Linked DNA regions of Zea mays: regions 2 and 3 are each linked to region 1. The links are chromatin contacts, called in public Hi-C maps. All regions are on one chromosome and are shown on one strand. The core of a region is the stretch at or near the end of the contact, and the rest is flanking DNA. Distances in the headings are between cores, read along the strand shown. Region 1 holds the start of LOC103635377 (GATA transcription factor 15). Region 2 holds the start of LOC103635380 (zinc-finger homeodomain protein 6). Region 3 holds the start of LOC100382356.

Region 1 (4,836 bases), core at 926-3,425:
ATAACTCTATTTTAGTTTTCGTATTTGACTATTTTAGCTATAACTCATATTTTAGTTTCCGTATTTGACTATTTTAGTTTCTATATTCAACAATTTAAAGATTAAAATATAATAGTATAGTGAAACTAAAAATTAATCACTAAAAACCAAACCAAACACCCACGTGCACTCGCATGTTTTTTTGTTTTTTTAGCCTAAGCGTGGTACAGTCCAGTCCATCCCGTGATTCCAAGCTGGACACATGGGCTTTCATTGTGGATGCGTACTTGGGCCCATAGATTTTGTAGCCCGAAACAATAGGATCACGAAGAGGATAACAATTCAACCATTTCAACAGATTTATCCGAGATGGCCAAACAGGAGGCCCCTAACCAAGGCATAGAGCCTTCTTAGCCGTGCCGTGCCGATACGGTAGACCCGTAGTGCCACACCATAGAATTTTAATTTTAGTGAGACATTCACAAACACAGTTAAAACATACTAAAATAGCTAGTATTGAGCTGTTTAGTGTAATGACTACATAATTAAAAACCTATCTAGATAAACATTAACCATTTTGAGATAACCCTAAATAGAAAAAAAGATTACAGCCCACAGCACTAGTCGTGTTTGCGCCTAATCGTGCTTTAGAGCTAATTGAGCCGTGCCCGTGCCGACCCAGCGTGCTCGGCACTCGGCCCGTGCTCGGCACAGTCACGACACTAGCCATAGGGCCGTGCCGGCATGGGCCCAACTCCACTCGTGCCGTGCTCTGGGCCGGCCCGATTAGCCCGGCACTATTGGCGATCTATATATTGATAGAGTCCTCCATGATATTTACTAGGCTAAAATAAGGGAGTACCTACGGAGTGGTTAATCCGATGGGCCGAATCTGAATTCCGCGAACCGCGATGGAGAAACGAAACAAATGCGTTTCAGTTCCAAGCGTCCAGGTTCATTCGGCCGCGTGCAAAACGGTTCAACAAAACGCCCCCCCAAAACCGTTGCGCTTGCCTTGCGTACCCCGAACCGGACTAGTTGATGTACTGGAACAAGGTCGCCGGCTCCGGCCAGACCGCCGCGAACTCGGCCGCCTCGACGACGCTGGGTCGCCATGCAAGGAACTGCGCCGGCACTGCTTCGGCGTCCGCGATGTCGCCGTCGCCGCCGCCGTAGTACGCCCTACCAGACGTCGCCGCCCCGTACTGCGCCCGCTGCGCCAAGTAGCACCCGCCCTGGTCCATGTCAGCCGTCGTCGTCCCCGTCGCCGCACGCCGCTCCTTCTTCCTGAACCTGATGCCGCAGGCGTTGCACAGGGACTGCAGGCAGCACACATACACGCATTAGTCAGCGCACTCGCATGCATGCATGCACGCACGGCGGGGTATGGGACGGGACGAGGACGACCAAAGTGTCGTCGCCGTTGGCATATTATACGTATGGGAGATCGCGCTGGTTTTAAGCGCTAGCGGATGTCCAAAAAAAAAACTGCCAGTGGCAGAGGCAGACGACACGACGCTGTGCCTCATGTCGTGCGTCGCCGCGTGTGTCACGTGAACATGTGACAATTTTGGTTCATGTAAAGCTGCAACGATGCTGGGCTAGCGCTGAAACCTTGTTCCAGCCAGCGTCGCTTCGCTTGGAGAGATGGAAGAACGATGAAACGAACCTTGGGCCCGCGAGGCCCGTTCCTCCACAGCGGCGTGGACGTGGTGCCGCAGCTGGCGCAGCGGTGGTCCACGAGCGGCGCCGGGTCCTGCCCGTGCCCGTGCGCGGCCGCGGCTCTCTTGTTCGCGGCCGCGGGAGAGGGACGTCTGCCGCCCGGGCAGGAGCAGCAGCGGCAGCAGCAGGACTGGTCAGCGGGTGCAGCGACGTCGCACGACACGGCGCTGCGAGACGGTAGCGCCAGGCACGGCGGGCGGGGCTTGGCGGCGGCGCGGCGCGAGGACGGCGTGCCGAGCGAGAGCGTGCAGTCGACGGTGCCCGTGGAGGAAGAGGAGGAGGACGGGGACGAGGGGCAGGTGGTGACTGAGCTGTGGCTGTCGTCGTCGAACTGGAAGGCCTTGGTGTTGGGCAGCGGGAAGAAGAGCGAGAAGGCTGGGGACGCGGCCGCCATGGTGGCGGGGGCAGCGGCCGCGGCCACGACGCTCTGTTGGTGGCTGTGTCTGTGCTGCTTGTGGGTGCAGTGGCGAAGCATGGTCTGCAACGAGGCCACAGTGCTGGGCTTTAAAGCGAGCGCGGCGCAGAGAGGAGGAGAGGAGATTCGGAACTGAACTTGGCTTGGATACTTGGATCCACTGGGCCCGGGTGGTGGACGTGGGCGGATGTGCAGGAGCTCAGCTAGTCAGCAGGCAGGGCTAGCTAGGATTTTATAGGATCAGATTCGCTGTGCAGAGGCCGATCTGCTCGCCTCCCCTCGCCGATGGCGATGGCAATGCCAATGCTTTGAATCCTGCGCGCGGCTCGGTTGCATTGCATGCCCTAGCCAGTGTAGGAAGGAAGGAGTAGCTAGAAGCGGGCAGCACCCAATGAGTAGTAGCGGTACACGTCTGTGGGCTGCGCGCCCTGGTCAGGTCAGTCAGGCGGGCTCGACGTGATGAGCTGACTGCTCGAAAGCAGACCGGTAGCGGAGCGGCTGTTCAGTGTTCACCCTATATGGCTATATGTATCCAAGCAGTGCCTGTAGTCCTGTACTACATGCCACCGCAGTAGGGAGAATCAATGGAGCAGGGCCCAGCAGCAGCATACTAATGCAGGATAGCATCGCCTAGAGTAGGAGAGGGTAGACGAGACCCAAACGAGAAAAAGGAGAGAATCGAGACGAGAGACGGCAGATGGAGGAGAGGACGGCGTCCGGCTGGCGGTGTCTGGCAACCGTAACGAGCGACTGCTCCAGAGTCCAGACGTCACACAACAGGACCGGAGATCAAGCGAAAGAAAGGCCTGGCAGTACGCCAGTGGCAGGCATCCATATCGCAGACCTCTAGTTGCCATGCATGCATAGCCAGGCGCAGGCACAGGCGTCTCGCACCACGTACCTGCTGGGCCTGGTCGTGTACCACTACCACGTATACGTTAATACGCCCCATCCCTTGCCTCGCGTCACGTCACCGGCCGCGGCCGAGACGTGCGACTCATCGACGGCGCAGGCTGGGTGGCGAGCCCCGGGCGGTCAAAAGCAGGGGAGATACGTGACCCGTGGAACAGTCTCCCACGCGCCGTATACGAGTACTCCTACTCCTACTCCTAGTCGCACCACAACGCCGGCGCGGAATCCGCGGATCGCGATGCTGCCGCGCCTGTCGCGTCGAGGCCCGTCCCAGCCACACCAGAGCACCACCACCGGGGCCGTTGCCGGACATATAGGTGCGTAGTACGCGGCGCCGCGGCGGCTCTCGGGCCAGGGGGGCCCTCCTAGCGCTAGCGGAGGCGTTGTACGGCCGGCCAGGCAACGTCATGGTGTCATGGACACGTCACGTACGGGCCGGGAGGAGGCGAGCGAGCGAGCGAGGTCCGTTAGACTAGCTTTACGGATGTCCGGCCCCGGCCCCCCGGTACGTGATGCAGCAGCAACCGACCCGACGGATCGATGCAATGCACCGCGTGCGTGCTCGCCATCCCGTATGTCTCCGTCCGGGGGATACGTACGCGCCCATGTCACGTCACCGTTCAGTGCCCAGTCCCATCTTCACGGCGGCGAGGATGCTCGGTCTGACACTGACTTGAAGCGGAAGGCGACAGCGAGGGGAACAACTCGGAGCAGCAGGTGCAAAGCAGCGAAGGAGCCCAACCAGCGTCTGCAAAGCGCGCGTCGGTCGGTCTGTTCTCGTTCCCGCCGCCGCCTCGATCGTCTCCCGGCTTTCCATGGCCACCGCACCGATGGACCTCCAGCAGCTGCTTGGCATCTTCTGCTTGGAACCGCGACGGCCAAAGCATTCACAGCGTGTGTGCGCGCGCGTTAATTAGCAGAGAGTACGTTCATGACGCTCTCGAGTCTCGATTCTCGACCTGTCGTCGCCTAAAAAGTCCCTCGAGGCCTCGAGAGAAGGCTTTGCATTGGCGCGCTAAGCACGACGCGAGAGAGATGAAGAGCACCTTTTGTGATGGGTTTGAGCGGCATGCAGCACGCAGAAGCTGGTACCGGAGCGAGCTCGACACTGCATGCGCCGACGTCGGTCTCATGCAAGATGCAACACATACCACCAAGACTTTACATGGCCAACCCGATCCGATAGCCATGCCGGGCTTGGACCGGTCTGTTTAGCCCACAATGTAGGCACAGGTCCGGCCCGGTTAAAGGGTAGACACGGTAACAGCCTATTTGAGAGACTGATTTTGTAACTGTCAGACTGTTTTTAGTTATAAATACTGATGATTCTATTATTAGGCTGGTGGCAACGCGGGCGGTAGCGCGGGCGAGAGAGAGCCGCTACCGCCCGCGCGTGGGCGAGAGGCGAGCGAGAAAGGGTCGTCGGACGACGGCGCTCGCGCCCGGCGAGAGCGGGCGGTATCGCCTCGCTCGCGCCCGGCGAGAGCGGGCGGTATCGCCTCGCTCTCGCCCGCGCTGGAGCGCCCGCCCGGGCGAGAGGCGGGCGAGAGCGACGTGGCGCGATCTAACTGGTCCACGTGTCACGATCTGATTGGTCCACGTGTGCTAGCCGTTGCAACTAGCCGTTTTTGACCGTTTGGAGTCAAAAAATTCGAAAAAATGCAAAAAATCATAAATTTCATCCCCAATCCCTCTATATATATCCCTACCCGGGTGGAGCTCATTCCACACACCATTTCATCTCATTTCTCTCTTCCAAACTCGCCTTTCTACTCTTCTTCACGTCATTATAGCAGTTCCTGGACGTT
Region 2 (4,836 bases), core at 1,213-3,712, 240 kb after region 1:
AACATATGATAAATCGAAAGGAACAGAATTTTTGGTTAATAATGTACTAATCGTTTGCTCTCCATACTCCATGGCTCCATTGCCAACTTGGTTGTTTTAGGGCATTGTCGTCCTAGTCTTAAGTCTTATTTGAATCCATTAGCTGATAGTATTTAGCTATCTGATTTGGTCCTGCTACTGAGATGGTTGTTTGGTTCCAAAAGAGATAATTATTAAGCAAGACAAGGACCAACAACATTTAGGTGGGGCACGCTTCATAGAAGACTAACTTGACAGATTGAGCCATTTGTGCGAGATATGTTGTTGGCTTCCTCGAGCGTCTTGTGATTTGAGCATCTCTTTCTCTTCCGAGCTGTGCGCCTTGTGAAACAGCAGCCTCTCCAAGTTATTCTTCACCTTTTCTAGACACAAATCTTCCTTTCCTGTTGGGCACAGCAGGCTCCACCCTAGCATTATTGCTACCTGCCTCAGTAGCAATCTCATATCCTTTAAACAGTTTCCTGGAAGCATATATTTGTTTCTTAACCGGACAGAATTTGGAAAATGTATTTTTGGCGAAGATTACATCAGGAGCACCTCCCCAGCATGGCACAGCCCCACACCATAGATCAGCACCATCTAGAGGCTGAGACATTTTGTTAGGAACATGGAGTAGTTTAGGGCTAGTTTGGAAGTTTAAAACTCGGAGGGGATTGAAGGGGCTAAAATCCTCTTATTCAAATTTGAATACGGAGTGCATTTTAGCCTCTCCAATCCCCTCTGGATTTAAGGCTTCTAAACTAGCCCTTATTGGCTTTCCAAGGATTTTCACATGTGGGTCAGCGTTCTTGCTTGCTGCTGGCTACCTCTCTCGTGCGGCTCCGTGTAAACCTTCTGGTTTTGGCTGTAGGGGAATGTGCATGGCAGCAGCATTCGGTGAAGTGCATGTGTTTGCAGCTGTATATTCTTTGGCATGGCCTCAATCAATGTTTGTGGTCCTATTATTTTCTTCATCTTTTCTTTCTTTTTAATTGAAAAATCTCCATTCTCCATTGCTGAGCCTCCTGTTGCTGTTACTGTTAGGTATACATACTACACTCTAATGTATAAATAAAGGTGCAAGTGTCAAATGGGCCATGCAGTTGTCCAAATGTTTTTATTTTTGGATTATGTTGGTGATACGGCAGGGTTGTGGTAATGGTGGTCCGTAGCAATCTGTTGTCACGGCCCCTACCAGGCAGTGGCATCGGGCCGTTGCCTAAATGGGCGTCTGTCTTATGCATGGCCCACTGTTTTAGGTCACGCTAGTCTAGAAAGCACGGCTAAATTAGTAGGCTGGGCCGGTCCATAGCCCGGTAATCCTAGATCTACCACATCATCTATATTCAGTGTTCTGTTTTCAAATCTCAATTCAAATATGGAAATTACAGGTAGGCTACCAATCGCCATCGTCTCTTCTCAATAATCCTGCTCGTCAAATTAAAGGAAAAAAGCAGTCTTTTAAAATTTCCGGCTACCAATCGCCATCGTCTCTTCTCAATAATCCTGCTCGTCAAATTATAGGTAGGCTGTAAAAACAAATAGGGTTAAGGTTACATTACCAGCTGATACGAGGTCCAGAGGCCAGAGAAGAAGATAAAATGGTGACATGGCCCTCGACGGACGATGAATGCATCAGGACCGAGAGGCAGATGAGCATTGCCTTCCATTGCAGAATTGTATGGCTCCTTCCAGCGAATAGGAGCATTGCTTGCAGACTACATATATAGTTTATATAAATTGGCAATCCAACGAGGGCTTTTGGTTGGTCTTGACGTACGTATGTATCCGGTTTCAACTGTTACTCTGTTCTTCAAGCCAAGCCTAGTATGGGAGACGCGTCGCAGGCCCTGCGCTGCTCTCGTAGTTGTGGTCTCGTCTCTCGAGAGAAATATCTGGCTCCGGTCCGGCTGAGGAGCGGGAGCCGGTCAACGAAATGACGCGGTGGCGTTGCAGCCCCGCACGGCAGCACGCGCGACTCCTGCTCCCCGTGGAAGCGTCGCTGTTGACAAGGGCCTGCACGGACAGCACGGCTGCCCTCCATCCCATTCCCATAGATTATTATATACGTGTAAATTTCTAGTAGTAGGTTGGCGCCACGGCCTAGACAGCGGCCGCGCCGTTCCCCGATGGCCGTCCCGATCCGACGGCCATAAACCCACCCGGGCCGGGCGGCCGGGCCCGTGGCTACAGCGGCGGCGGTGGTACTGGTACGGTGGTACCTGCCGCGCTGCCGCCCAATTCTCTCCGGCTGCATCATTAAAGCCTGGGGCCCGCGTGGCATGGGTACGGGACGGGACGGGAGGTCAGGGTCACCCCTGCCCATGTCGGTCGCTGCACTGCACACCGCCACCGCGGACCGCCGGGTAGGAAACAAAAGCGCCATTTCCCAGCTCAGGCATGCAGCCCGGACCCCCCCCCCCCCCCCCCCCCCCCCCCACCACCACTCGCCTCGCCGCAGGCGGTCACGATCAATGCCGCATCCCTCCGCTGCCGGCCTGCTCACACAGCCTCCTCTTCCTCCAGTCCTCCTCCCACGCACCACGGGCGAACAAAAGCACAAAAGCCAACCCACACCGCACCACCCCTACTACCCCTAGGAAACGACGACCGCAACTACATACCAGCCAGCCGACCCGACCCCCAGCAGTCTTGCAGGCTACAGCCCCTGCGGCACCAGAGGGAGCGGCCGCGGCAGGGCGTCCTCGTCGCCGCGGCAGGGCGCTAGGGCAGGCAGGCATGCGCTGATGGAATTCACGGCCCAGGAGGGGGAGGAGCCCGTCTCGGAGGAGATGGGCGCGAGCTCCGCGCCGCCGCCCTGCCTCGGCCCCGGCCGCGGCCCGGGGAACCAGAACCACGCCGCCGAGGCGACGTACCACGAGTGTCTGCGCAACCACGCGGCGGCGCTGGGCGGACACGTCGTCGATGGCTGCGGCGAGTTCATGCCCGAGGACGCCGACAGGCTCAAGTGCGCAGCCTGCGGCTGCCACCGCAGCTTCCACCGCAAGGGCGACGCGGGGCGCCGCCACCAGCTCCTGCTGCCGCCGCCCGCCGCGGCGGTCCCGCGCGTCCCGCTGCTCCTGCCTCCGCCCCACCCCTACGCGGCCGGCGCTGCCCACCCCCACTACGCGTCGCCGCCGCTGTTCCCGTACCACGGCACGCCCAGCGGCACCACGACCGAGTCGTCCAGCGAGGAGCGTGGCCCGCCGTCCGGGTTCGCCGCCGCGCCGCACGCGCACGCGCAGGGCCACGTCCGGCGGAAGCGGATCCGGACCAAGTTCACGCCGGAGCAGAAGGAGCAGATGCTGGCGTTCGCGGAACGCCTCGGCTGGCGGATGCAGAAGCAGGACGACGCGCTGGTGCAGCACTTCTGCGACCAGGTCGGCGTCCGGCGGCAGGTCTTCAAGGTCTGGATGCACAACAACAAGCACATCGGCAGCGGCGGCAGGAGGCAGCCGCCGCCGCACCTGCCGCCTCCCGAGGGGCAGCAACAGCCCCAGCAGCCCCAGTAGCCACGGTGGGAGACAAGGCTCAGCAGTCAGCAGCACCACCACCACCACCACCATTTGCTTAATCCCCCGCCTCATTTTTTTATGGGCTCCGAGAGGGGGTGTGGGATTAAACAAGGGAAGTCAGGAGGGGTTCCTATCCTTTCTTCCCTTCCGTTTTTGGGTTCACCTTATCCTTGATTTTTTGTAGTCACTTCACGTCTTCACCATCCTCTTTTGCTTCACGATTCTTGCTTGCATATCTTTGGTTTTATTCTGTTCTTACTAGCTTGGGGGATCAATTGGAAGGAGGAGGAGGCACTGTGCATGTTTTGTAGCTACAATCCTGCTACCTTATTGCCATTTAGCCCCCTTCGGCGAGCAAGGTTAACCAATCTAAATTCCGATCTATATTTCCATCTTCACTTAATCTGTTAATCAATAGCGAATATAGCCGGTGGTCTCTCCTCCCTTCTAATGCAGCACTTTTTTCCATTTAGCTCAAGCTTCCAACCCAGCATAAACTAATGGCCAAAATGGCATGAGTTCATGATAAGCTATTAATCTTGAGTTCTCTTCAGCCAATTGCTAATTAGAGAGCAGCATGCAATACCTGTAGCTAGGATATACTGTGTGTGTGTGTGGAGGGGGGCCTGGATGAAATATAGTGGAAAACAATGCTTGCATGCAGATTTTATTATCTGTGACACCGCCATTAGAGAGACTCGAGGTTGCATGAAATACTCGTACCTTTCACACACTCTCTCTCTCTCTGTTTGCCATTCAATTGGAGGTGTACTTGCATGCTGTGGTGTTTAAGCTTAAACTGTACTTGGCTCTAGATGCATCCCATGCTGCCATGCATGGAGCGAGTGTCATTGTCCAGACCTGATTGATTCCATTAATGGAGGGCTGGAGCTCCAAGTCACGTACTCACATGGCTGCTGTAGTGCTGTCGCCGCCTCTACCTTCCAGAACCTAAGGATTTACAAGGATTTCGATTCATGATGATAGGGCCATCACCCATGCTGCTGCAAGAGATGAGGCGGTGAGAGGCAGATAAGGATGCAATGAATGCGCTCCAAGAAAATTGCAAGGCATGGGGATAAACGGATAACTGGGAAATTTGGCATATCCAGATGTGATACTGGATATTTTGATCAACAATATATTCAACTACGGTATCGAGTAACAAGTTTTAGCATAGAAAGGTTCCCGCCGTGAAAAAAAAGTAGAACGCAATTAACTAGCTGTGTGAGCTGCAGACTTGTAAGCAATGTTACTCACAGGCAGTAGCGCCGCGGTGTTGAGAAGCAAGCCAACTCGTGCG
Region 3 (4,836 bases), core at 920-3,419, 170 kb before region 1:
ACGGCACTTAAGGCCTGTTTGGTTGGCCACCGCCCACGCCACAGCACGCCACAGATTTGCCGCCGGAGTTGTGGCGGCCAAATCGAGCGCCGCTGCTTAGGCAGGCTGTGGCAGCTTCGGCGCCACACCAAACAGACCCTTAATCCCGAGCAAGTTGGGGTAGCAAACCACCAACAAAAAGATAGAAAAGAAAAGGAGGTGTATTAGCAGTAGATAAATGTATACAGGAAATTGGCACAAAGGATGCTCCAACAGATAAATTCTCTGAACCATATCTTACACCCATGACCCCATAGTCTTCTGAACGCACCCTGCAAAAAAAACACAAACATAACTTAACAGAATAAAATATAGTTAACATTGGTCCAGAAAAAAATCTTCAACAATCAACATTAAAGTTTCTGGAAAGCTATATAACAGCCTTTGCATTATTTGGAAACAGAAACAAGATATATGGCCTCACACCTACCTACCTGTTCCCCATTAGCAAAGGTAATGTTCCAAAGGCACCAATACGATACTTAGGATGATATGCACATAATCTCAGCTGCAGCAAGCTTCAAAAAAGGAGGTGCGCAAATTGTTATTGACGTGTTTTTCATACATAAAAATGCTGACAAAGACTATTATAGCCCATCGAACCAGAAAGTGCTTACGGATTTGAAGTTGACACAAGAAGGTCCACAAAGGTATGGGGGTCATCCAGCTCTCTAAACGAAGTCAACTGTTTTTGTTAGTATAACAAAGGTAGAACTAATATGAAGAGTTTAGAAGCTATGGGTATCCAGTATCCACCTCTGCCAGCGAAATAAAGCATCCCCTTTTACTTCTGTTCCACTGTTTCTATCAGCAGCAGCAGACACCTAGTGACATTAAGGTAGGCAAAAGCTTTTTGTGAAGTAACAAAATATTTAAAAATGGATGAATTGGAACGAAATCTCCTGCAGCTATAATCAGTGGCTTTATGGACACGCGATTGCACTAAAAGGCACCATTTCAAAGTCTGGCACAAGGTTATATGTAATATCAACAAATATATATGTGAAGACCTCAGCTTGTGGCACTATGCAACATCCAGAGAAGACTGTTATCATAATTGAAAACAAGCATAGGGAGCATCAACAGATTGTCCTTTTCCAGAAGAGAAGTCAATAGGCCAGTAGATGTTTTAATAACAATGGCATGCTAATGACAACTAGAGATGTGAATTGGTGATTCTTCGAAAGAAATATAAATGAAAAGGGGTGAAAATGGTAGCAGCATGAACAAATAAAAAATCTGAAAATAGGGCTCAGTTGGTGATCCATTTAGAATCAATCATATCCTGAATAGACAGGTACCATGATATTGAAAGGATGAAGGAACAGAAGACGCAGCAGAAATGATAAGTAATGTTTGACAGGATACAGTAGCAATCAAATCAACGTGAGGATCTTCAAGCGGCTTCAACATGATCCTTGAGGTCATATTCCCAGCTTGATCAAAGTAGTCCTCAAACAGATTGTGCAGGGAGACTTTCCCAAACATTAGCTCATATGCTGGCACCGCCATCCTGCATGTTCAATACTGGTGCAATGAAGAACCAAGGCTGACATAAATGCCACCCTAAGTGCAATGTAGTGATGTTTCATCCTTCCAGTGGACTAAAACTAACTTTATACCCTTATGGACTATGCAGGAAAAGGCATCTGCCAGAGATGTGCGTGCTCCAAGAAAAAGCAAGCTACCAGAATTGAGACGAGCAACAGTACTGCCAACTGGTGTCAGCGATCTGGCGCATTTCACCAATCCACAGTTCCATTTCACAATACGCGAGCGATCAATCGCGATTGCTTGACAAGCATGATTAATCACGACGATTCAACCGTCTAGTCTAACAGTTATGCAGAGCGTACGGCGATTCGTGCACACTGAGGCTACCAACCAATTGGCTTCCCTGCCTCACAGGTCACAAAACAGAAGGGTCCGAATGGAGGAGAGAAGGGAAGCGGCGAACCTGGTGCGGGCAGCGATGGGAGGGTAGTCGAAGAGCGGCGGCACCAGCACCATGGGCGGCGGCGGTTCCGCCTTGCTGAAGAACATCCCCATATCGCCCTCGGCTCACCGATCCACAGGAGTTCTGCAGCGCCTCACACCCTCTTCCTCCTCCTCCCTTGAACTCACCGCGGCCGCCTCTTTTTGCGGCGGCGGCGAAACACCGATGCAGCGATTCAATTGTTCCGGATCGGCGGTGGCTCCGCTGCAATACAGGCTAGTTCAAGGGTAACGGCCGCTTTTGCGCAACGGTAATACAGGCTAGTTCAAGGGGCTCGCTGTAAACTGCCGCTTTTGTGCAGATCCCCACCGCTAAATCCCGATCGCACGGCCGACTGAGCAAGTGGATTTGGGAACGGCTCGCTGATCAAACTTACACAGGCACATTCTCTCACACACTGACACACACGTGAGCTCTTTGCCTCTCTTGTTGAACATTGGTTTCTTATGTTTATAGTGTGGTTGTTTATTCTAAATTTAATCGTACATTATATTACGTTCTAATCGATAAGAATAAAATACACCAGTTTTAAAATTTGAATTGAGTTTTTTTTGCGTTTTGCTTTATTTCTTATATGTTGATTAATTATTCATTATTTTTGTGGTCGTCACCATCCCTGTTATAGTTGTCCACCTTGTTCAACATTTAGATGTGGACTTGAATCTATCTCGTTCATAACACTTAGAATAAATATTAGTTTTCTAGTTGTCTTAATTTAAAACATATGTATAAGACCGTCCGCAGCACATGCCGCGCGGTGCCCTCTCTCCTAGCACTGTACACGCGTAGGGGGCCTCTACGCGAGCAGCTGTGGCCTCCAAATGGCCCCCTACGCGTTGCAGTGCTAGGGGATGCCGCGCCGCTCCCCCAGATCAAGGGGAGCACTGTAGCGCCCCCTTGCACAGTGCTCCCCTATTTAATAGTTGAAAAAAATAGTAATAAAAGATGAAAAGAGTTAGATAATAATATTTTATAGTTGTAGTGGGTATAGGGAGATAATATAGGGGGAATCACTGCGGGAGATGAAAATTTAGAGGGTGAAATGTTGATAATGTGACGCAAAAAAATGATATAGTGGGAAAATTTAGAGATCACCGCTGCGGACAATCTAAAAGCTTTCAGGTCTTCTGGTGCGAGGGGCTACAACCTTAGCGTAAGCTAAACTAATAATCCCTCCTTAGCATAGAGCCTTAGAGGCATATGGTAAGGATTATATGAACTAATATCAAACATGTCTATAAAGGACTACACATCTTTATATATTGAATTTGTACCCACTTATAATAGTAATAAGGAAAGAGTTCTCGTATATTATTTTGTTCTTGTCTTGCCACCAAAAGAAAAGAAAAAGATAATGGATCTTTTATGTCTCCTCGCGCCTTCAATACTAGAGCCCTTTAGTCTATCTCCAGCAGATCCCATATTTTTATAAGGAACGATATCAAAAGACTAACAAAGGTTAGACCCATCATTTTAGGACATCTAAACTTAGACTACGGGCAGAAGTAGTTTAACTAGCTCTCTAAATTACTTTACTAGATTAACTTATATAGCACACCAGCTAAATAGACATCACATCTTTATATGATTTAAAACATATAGCATTAGCACATATCATAGAACTCCACAAGATCCTTGATAAAATTGAAATAGACGGAAATGGAAGCGACATAGGGTTCATTATTCTTACTAACCTACTTGCTTAGGTTCAAAATCACGGTTTAGCTCATGACAAACACCTGGGGTGTTACATAGTTGAAGGAACTGGTCAGGCAAGAGATATATAAAAGGTGAGCTTGGCTCAATCCCTAACTCAAACTCACTGTTAATCGCATACTGCCTCATAGCAAGTCTGGATTCTTTCATGTCCTTTACAAACTACCAAGCTTCTTTACTAGATTAGACCGGTTGCAAACTAATATCCTTTCAAGTGGTAAACAATCAGTGCAAGGCAATGCAACTGTTTCATCATCGAATTCATCACTTCTTCGAACACCAAAAGGTCTACTTGTAAAAGCATCTTGCCTTGCACTAGTTTCACGCTCATCTTCTTCCTGTAATCCCAACTTGTCATACATCAACAACTCTGAAGCAACCTCTTTACTCGATTTCTAATGACCCCCGATCAAATTCGGGGACCTATAAATCAACACATTTGTGTTATGTAAACCATTGCCCTGTGCTTGTTACACATAAATGAAAATGTGATACACATTAAACAAATAATTGAATCGAACTCACCTCTGGTCTAGTTCTAGCCGCTGGATCTAAAGCTCCCATGTTCAGACCAAAAAACAAGGAATCCAACACATTCACAACACACATTGCTTCACAACGGGAAATCAGAGGGAGAGATAACAACGGGGAATGTGGATAGGGAGAGATCAGAAAAAGAGATTGAAGTGGTTGCTCACAATCAGGAAATGCCGAGGCTGGTGGCTGGGCACCCTTCTCCATGGCGGCTCAGTGGGACATCACTCAGTAGCATGGCACGCACGTTCCTCCGATCTGTGTCCTCGATGGCTAGCGACAGGAAACGGTGGAGGAGTACCTCGGCTAGCGGCTGCCTCGACTCTACGGTATGGGGTGCACGAAAACAAGACTAAATAGAAAGGCATATTAGTCCTATAGTCCACGGTCTGACGCCTACAACTGTTAGCAAATTCTAATGTCCCGCTCTTTCTCAAATGATCATTTTCTGCCGAGTGGTTCACTTCCATAATACCAAAAGAGCGTGCAGAGTAATAGAGTGGCGAAGCCACCAGACGAGGATGTTACAATCCCAATTATCTCCACCACAA

The links. Hi-C and Micro-C count contacts between places; a contact is called where the count stands out from the background.
Region 2: a Hi-C map of leaf shows a contact between it and region 1, with 7 times the contacts expected there. The contact joins the promoter of LOC103635380 here to the promoter of LOC103635377 in region 1. A contact is called at or near these places in 21 of 25 Hi-C or Micro-C datasets (bundle sheath, ear, endosperm and 6 more) and 2 of 3 datasets of contacts at active chromatin or transcription factors (leaf and seedling).
Region 3: a contact with region 1 is called in a Hi-C map of tassel, with 2.5 times the contacts expected there. The contact joins the promoter of LOC100382356 here to the promoter of LOC103635377 in region 1. A contact is called at or near these places in 2 of 25 Hi-C or Micro-C datasets (ear and tassel).

Annotation. Positions count from the first base shown.
Region 1 is chr8:75,289,057-75,293,892 of Zm-B73-REFERENCE-NAM-5.0, forward strand. LOC103635377 (GATA transcription factor 15) reads right to left here and starts at 2,176. Exons shown (of 2, transcript XM_008657842.2): 1 at 1,649-2,176; 2 at 1,014-1,298. The coding sequence starts at 2,176. The coding sequence ends at 1,014.
Region 2 is chr8:75,532,833-75,537,668 of Zm-B73-REFERENCE-NAM-5.0, forward strand. It overlaps LOC103635380 (zinc-finger homeodomain protein 6), which reads left to right and starts at 2,463. Exons shown (of 1, transcript XM_008657844.3): 1 at 2,463-3,972. The coding sequence starts at 2,766. The coding sequence ends at 3,530. It overlaps LOC103635379 (a long non-coding RNA gene), which reads right to left. Exons shown (of 4, transcript XR_004851976.1): 3 at 4,794-4,836; 4 at 4,177-4,537.
Region 3 is chr8:75,122,330-75,127,165 of Zm-B73-REFERENCE-NAM-5.0, forward strand. It overlaps LOC100382356, which reads right to left and starts at 2,170. Exons shown (of 14, transcript NM_001175102.1): 1 at 1,997-2,170; 2 at 1,408-1,552; 3 at 796-863; 4 at 657-710; 5 at 474-557; 6 at 226-311. The coding sequence starts at 2,088.